Regions from separate parts of the Oncorhynchus mykiss genome. Here region 2 is linked to region 1. The links are chromatin contacts, called in public Hi-C maps. All regions are on one chromosome and are shown on one strand. The core of a region is the stretch at or near the end of the contact, and the rest is flanking DNA. Distances in the headings are between cores, read along the strand shown.

Region 1 (3,330 bases), core at 806-3,305:
GAAGACCAAACATTTAAAGGTTTTAAAGTTAAAATCATGATGGATGTTTTGCATAATTACATGATTATTATTGTTTAGTGTTGTTTATTTTATTGCTGTGGTTGTTTTAGCTGCTTATCCCATTTAACATGAATAGGCCTATTTATTAATAAATGTTCCATTCATGAACTTTCTATGTTGTTTCATTAAATCTTTAGGACTAACCGACTAACCAAATACTTGGGGTCCTCTCATGGCAAGCAGGTTCATTGGTAGACTAGCAACTCCTTTCCCAAAGGAATAAGTTATATTTAACTTTTTGTGTTGTGATATTAAACATTGTACTGTCATACATGGACTATGGACTAGTACAGTCAGTGAGTTTTCAGCCTTATGTGGAGTCTGGGCGTACTAAGTGCTCAGGAGCCCCTGCAGCAGCAACAGGACTATACTAGTAGAATATCACCCTCCAGTGGTTACAAATGGCATTTTCAGAGTAATTTTTTAAAAAGAGATTTGTTTAGGATGAGGTATAGAATTATATTATTGATATAATAGGTACAGTTATGTCCATCATAATTTTTTCATAGGACAAGGTGTTGGTGTACTTTTATTTAATTAAATATAAATATCATAAAATAACCACAAAATCAATATACATGTAGGCTATGCAATATACTGTAACATACACATTGTATTTTTCATCTTAATGTTTAAAAAAAAATCAGACAACAAGTCACTGCCCATGTAACATAATAGTCAATAACTCCAAAGCAAGTTGACCTACAAGTAGACCTTACAAGTAGACCTACACTGCAAGTAGACCTACACTGCAAGTAGACCTATACCCCAGTATCAATTTAAGGAGCTGCGTTAGAAAGAGCTGAGTTAAACCAACTTAAGCTATGAACAATCATGGAACTTGAACTGACTGGTTGCTGTGAAATGGCTAATTGGACCATATAAACTCTGTTAACATTTTAACTTGGTGATCAAGACCCTCAGACTAGGTGTGTTCCTTGTTTCTCTATTTCATTTATAGGCCTATAACCCTAGCCCTTAATGAATCACTAACCATCTGAATTCTTTAGCAATACAAGACCATCGCTTACTGAGAGGTCGACACGTCTGGTTAGCAGATATCACTGAATTTGTTCAGGAAATGTGTCATTCTACTGCTTATTAGGGCTGCTACTGCTGTCATTTCTGTTTCATGACTTACGGCGTTATTGTGTTTTTTTCCAGACTACGTTGTGTTTCTGATTCTTTCACAGCTGAACCAAATATTAAAATGAGTTGCTGCTCTTAGAGTTTCAATGTTCTCTATTCCCCTCTGTCATACACTCACCTCAAGTCATTTTACAATCTACACACTAATCGAGTACACTATCACATTGCCCTCCACCTGTGGTGGGTCTGTTTTTAACATGACTTTCATATTGGCATTTTTGTGTATTATCTGTTGAATAAAGCAGTGGGTTGATGTACAGAACCATGAATTACATTTCACGCTTAAGAGTAGAGAATTGTTTTATCATTTGTGCTTGTTGTGTATTTATTAGACAGTGTCCTTTAATATGACTAAGAACAAATTTGTTCTGGAGAAGTGTATGCCTATTTTATCTAAAAAATAAAATAGAATCTGTGATGTTGTAATCAAATATGATAAAGGATATGCCCAAATATCTGAGTGAGTATTATATATTGTAAATAGATATAGATATATTATATCTGTGAAGAGTGTGCAACAGTTAATAAAGAAATATATCATTGTCTTATGTGGCTCAAATATACTTTTGTGAGAAACCATTTGTTGAGAGGGTGGTGTGTGTACGTGCGTGTGAGTGAGAAAGATATATGTTGATCACAGTTCAATCTGTTTTGGATTATACCTAACAGTATACAGGATAATAATGGCACAGACAGTTACATATTATATTACACATCGCACATATGATGTTAATGTTGGTTCTGATCAAGCCATATCACGTGGGTCACGTTTGCTAAATACATCGCTCTGGTCGCAATGCCAATGTTGTACACCAATAGGAACGCTTGAAAAAAATAGAGGGAGTGACGTCTCCACAGTTTCCTTAGCAACGCCTGCTGCCCAGTTATACGGCAAAGGCTAGTGTTGAAATCCGTTTTAAATTGAAAAGTTTTGGTCTTTCATCGAAGCGAAAGCAATGCGAACTATTTTAGTTTAATAGTTGTGAATGTGAACACGTCTACGTTGTCGAATTTTCAAGAGGACTCAACACTTAAAGTAGGTACAAAACGATATATTTGATTTTGTGATCTCGTGATTGCATTGTTGGCAGTGCTCCGCCACTTTCAAAGTCCGATGTAGCCTACACAGCACCGTGTTTTGACTGAGCAGAGCCGGACAACAACAATCTCGGTTCAACCAGTCCAGACATGGCGGGCGAAGGGGCGCAGCGTAAACGACAAGCTAGCAAACACAGCTGGCTAATGCAGTTAGCTGTGTAGCTAACTTTAGAGATTGATATCCACCTCATTTTCGAACGCTTTTAAAAAACGGAAGCCAAACGGGGAGACTATGGATACAACTTCCCCCTGCGCTCGCGCTCTTCATGTGCGTGCCACTAGAAATCCCCGAATTAGCTGTGTCTGTTAGCAGAGGGACAAACTATTTTTATAGACGGACAGCTATTCCGAGAGAGCTCTACAACACCATGGCTGTAGTAAATTCTAAAGGGACTTCAGGTTACGAAAAAAAAGTACGGGAACTGTACAAATATCTGAACACTATGAGGTGGATATGAACACATACTACTCAATTACATGCTCGCTTACACATACGGACTTACACATACACTTGATCTCGCTCTCTTCTCTCACTCATGTCTTTCTCACTATTTTTTCTCCCTCTATTGTCGAGAACTGTTCTATAATTCAATATGTTTGTTTGTCTATGTATTTGTCTACATGTTTATATGTTTACAACAAGCAAAGAGAAGATATCAGAATAGGGGCATTGGGGAATAATAACATATTGTACGGGATACATATGTACTAGGGATGCGCGATATATTGGTGAACATATCAGAATCGGCCGATATTAGCTAAAAATGCCAACATGGGTATCAGCCGATTTCTAGTTGTTAAACTAGACCGATGTTAGAAATCAATGTCAAAGCTACTATGTATATCTTATATAAAGTAGGTACATGACATAATAACGCCACATTCCTAACCTAGCCCACACAATGTCTGCTGTGTGGATCGAGCAGTCAACATTTTGAGGAGTCATTTGAAAGAGTAAGAACATTTCAGCGAGACAACTCAAAGGCAAAATCCATTAAAGCCAAGATAATGGAATTCATTGCC
Region 2 (3,489 bases), core at 204-2,703, 130 kb before region 1:
ACTACAGACCCGGGTTCAATCCCACTGGGAGACCCATAAGGCGGCGCACAATTGGCCCAGCATCATCCGGGTTAGGAGAAGGTTTGACAGGCCGAGATTTCCTTGTCTAGCGACTCCTGTGGCGGGCTGGGCCAAATCCCTATGGGAGTTGCAGCGATGGGACAAGACTGTACCTACCAATTGGATACCATGAAATTGGGGATAAAAAATGTTTACAAAAAATAAATAATATATAATAAAATGTAATACGTCTTGCGGGCCAGATTGAAGTGCCCAGTGGGATGGATACACTTTGCCCCCCAAGCTAGAGGTAACTTTGGTAACAATCACAAATCGTTAAGGTAGAGCTGGGGGGTATACTACAAATCAGGTTCAATGAGTTAACCAGCTAACTTGTCTAAATGCTCTAAAATAACTTGAAATGGGCTCAGCATTTTAAAACATGAGTTTAGCTTTCTTAATTAACCAACAAAAATCGGTTATTTCTGGTTGTTTATCAAGTTAGCTGGCTAACTCACTGAACCTACTTTGTAGTATAACCCTCTAGTCAACTTACATACTGATTGACAAATGATCACATCGTCAACATCTGCCTGGGTAAACACTACAGTAACTAGCTTTGTTAGCTAGCTGTCAGTGCAAAATAGCTAGCAAATGGTAACGTAGCTAGCTAATGGACAGCAGGGCAACTTCCTAACCAGCAGATCTGATCCGCTTGCTTACAGCTGCGCTAGGCCTGGGTTCGGATAGGATTCCTGTGTTGGTTAAGACACCACGGAGCCGGCGCGAGATATGGCTCGGAAAACTTACCTCAATCCTGGGAAATGCGTTGTACTCCCGAATTTTTTCGGTATAACAGTTGGGATGTTGGGACAATTCGGAGTACACCGCATTTCTCATCCCTGTTTTGAAGTACGTTTTCCGAGCCTTACCTCGCGCTGGCTCAGTGGTGTCTTAACATACAGAGGAAGCCTATCCGACCCTAGTGCAGCTGTAAGCAAGCGGGTCGGATCTGCTGGCAAGGCAACTTCCTAGCTGAGGCACAATTTCCAATCCTTATAGCTATATCTGGCTAGCTAGTTAGCCTAAATTAAGACATTTCACATTTCAACTAACGCTACTCATCTAACGTTTAAACAGGGGGTTGGCTAGCTCATACTTATCCTCCTAGCTAGCTATTAAGCTACCACTAAAGTTAGCAGTCAGCTAGGCCATACAGTTTATTTTACCTCAAATAGTTGAGGAGTCGTTGCCATGTTCTACTTATATCTGCAATGTACAAATTGCAGTTTAGGCAAACTAACATTCGGGTATGACAGCCGACTGATTGATCAACTGGATTTATGTTTTGCCCTTTGTTGATACGTTTAATAGCTCTACTTCCGGGTCGTCACTAGTTTCCATAGCCTTAGGCCGTATTCGAGAGCGTCAAAACCGTGGTGTATCATGGGTTAATTGTGACTGACTGACTAATCGATCAATAATATTGAGCAGTTATTTAGGATGCAAGGGAATTTGTAAATCAGTCAGTCTCGACTCGCATTTAAAGTCGGCTGCAATGTCGAGCGTGTCCAATATTATGACTAAACCCCGCATACAATTTATCTTATCAAAATCTGATTTTAAACCTAACCTTAACCACACTGCAAAACTTATGCCTAACCTTAAATTAATACCAAAATGTAGAATTAAAAAAAAAAATCATGTTTGACTTTGTGGCTGTGGTAACTAGTGACACCCCGGAAGGTACACTGCGTAAACACACATGCGCAAAAGTATCCTGATTGGTTCAGGCTGTCACATGATTGTAAAAATAGGAAGTTAATTTTGCAACGAAAACAGAACAGAATATCGATGAAAACTCAGTCGTGCAAGTTTAAAATGAGGCAAAATGTTATGTCCCCCTTTGTTGGACTACTTTAAGATTTCCCTTATAGATCTATCCCAGAAGAAACGTGGTTATCATATGTATGCATAGCCTGTCAATCACAGGCATTTTGTTCTGGACAAAATGAGTGTGAGGGCATTGTGGATTATATCTTACGAGAGGGGAGAGTCTGTAGCAGTGCGCTTTTCCAGGTTTGTAATGTTTTTCCTTCCATTGTTTGTGTAAAATGTAATGTCATCGTGTGTGTGTGTATATCTGTCTGTCTGTGTGTGTGTGTGTGTGTGTGTGTGTGTGTGTGTGTGTGTGTGTGCGTGTGTTTTAATTCACACCTGTCCCGTATTGCTGTTTTGGCTATGTGCATAGTTGGTAAAAGTGTTGGCTTCTCACACAGGCGATACCCAACTGTGGAGCAGCGTGCTAAGTGTATGGCCGGCTCATTGTATGTGTCTGTCCCAGAGGATGGCACTGTGCTCCAGCTCCTACTCACTGAGCTGGGCCTCTCTGACTCTGACAAACCCTACATGGCTCTACGAGATGACTGTCTCCACCAGCAGCGCTCACCAGCCTTGGAGCTCCATGTAGAAGGCCCCAGTGGAGGGGTACTTTGGCCAATGTTGGTCATCTCCCAGGGGCCTCTGATCCTGGCCTGTCTGGCCGTGGTGGATGCCCCCGCTGATCCCCGGCCTCCTCTGGCAAGCTTGTTCTCTGTCTCCCAGGGCCTCACACTGTTGGCGGGCCTGCAGGCTTTCCTCTGTGGGTCTGGGAGTAAGCCTGACAGAGAGGGGCTGACATCTCGCCTGGCCATGATGCCCTCTATCCTCCTGCAGATCTGCCCCCTCGGGACCCCACTGGACATCCCTCAGCCAGGGGCCTCATCGGCATCAGCAATGCCCACTCCTGCAGGGACCCAGAAACAGCCAGCCTGGAAAACAGGGGTGCACCGTGGTCGGGCTGTGGTGAATGTAGCTCTAACGGAGATGGTGCGCTCCATGCAGTATGGAAACCGAAACAGGCAGGACCTCTGGGATGTCTATGGCACAGTGACTTGCAAGGTGAGCACAGTGATGCTGTCTATGTCTATGGTAATGTAATACTGAAGTTTCTTGTTACCTTCTGCTGTCTACTCATTCTCTCTAACCCATTTGTGCTTTTTCCCTTTGTGTCATCAGTGTGAAGTGGAAGGGGTCCTTCCCAATGTGACGGTCACTCTCACACTGCCACCCAATGGCTCACCACTGATGGATGTCCTGGTCCACCCTTGTGTGTCTTCACTGGATGCCAGTGTTCTGACTGCCATGAGTGTTGAGGACTGTGACAGCTCTTCCTTCTCTGGCCCCTACAAGTTCCCCTTCTCCCCTCCTCTTGAGCCTTTCAGGCTCTGCAGCTACACATCTCAGGTACACAAGTCCAGAGCTTGTAAAAATAGCTAAAAACATGCATTCACTCCTTCATACATTGCTGTCTTCATCTCGTCAGATTGAATGATGTATTTTCTCAGGTTCCCGTGCCTCCTATCCTAGGCACCTATCAGCTGAAGGATGATGACAACCAGTTGCGTATTACTGTGAGTCTCAAACTTCACGAGAGTGTGAGGAACAGCT

The links. A called contact is a pair of places that touch in the nucleus more often than the background predicts.
Region 2: a contact with region 1 is called in a Hi-C map of liver, with 4 times the contacts expected there. The contact joins the promoter of exoc5 here to the promoter of cipca in region 1. A contact is called at or near these places in 2 of 3 Hi-C or Micro-C datasets (blood and liver).

Annotation. Positions count from the first base shown.
Region 1 is chr25:20,725,029-20,728,358 of USDA_OmykA_1.1, reverse strand. cipca (CLOCK-interacting pacemaker a) reads left to right here and starts at 2,055. Exons shown (of 4, transcript XM_036962433.1): 1 at 2,055-2,249. It overlaps pgfb (placenta growth factor), which reads left to right. Exons shown (of 7, transcript XM_021584900.2): 7 at 1-1,746.
Region 2 is chr25:20,853,602-20,857,090 of USDA_OmykA_1.1, reverse strand. exoc5 (exocyst complex component 5) reads right to left here and starts at 1,453. Exons shown (of 18, transcript XM_021584891.2): 1 at 1,230-1,453. The coding sequence starts at 1,256. ap5m1 (AP-5 complex subunit mu-1) reads left to right here and starts at 1,751. Exons shown (of 8, transcript XM_021584892.2): 1 at 1,751-2,079; 2 at 2,280-2,940; 3 at 3,058-3,285; 4 at 3,387-3,489. The coding sequence starts at 2,012.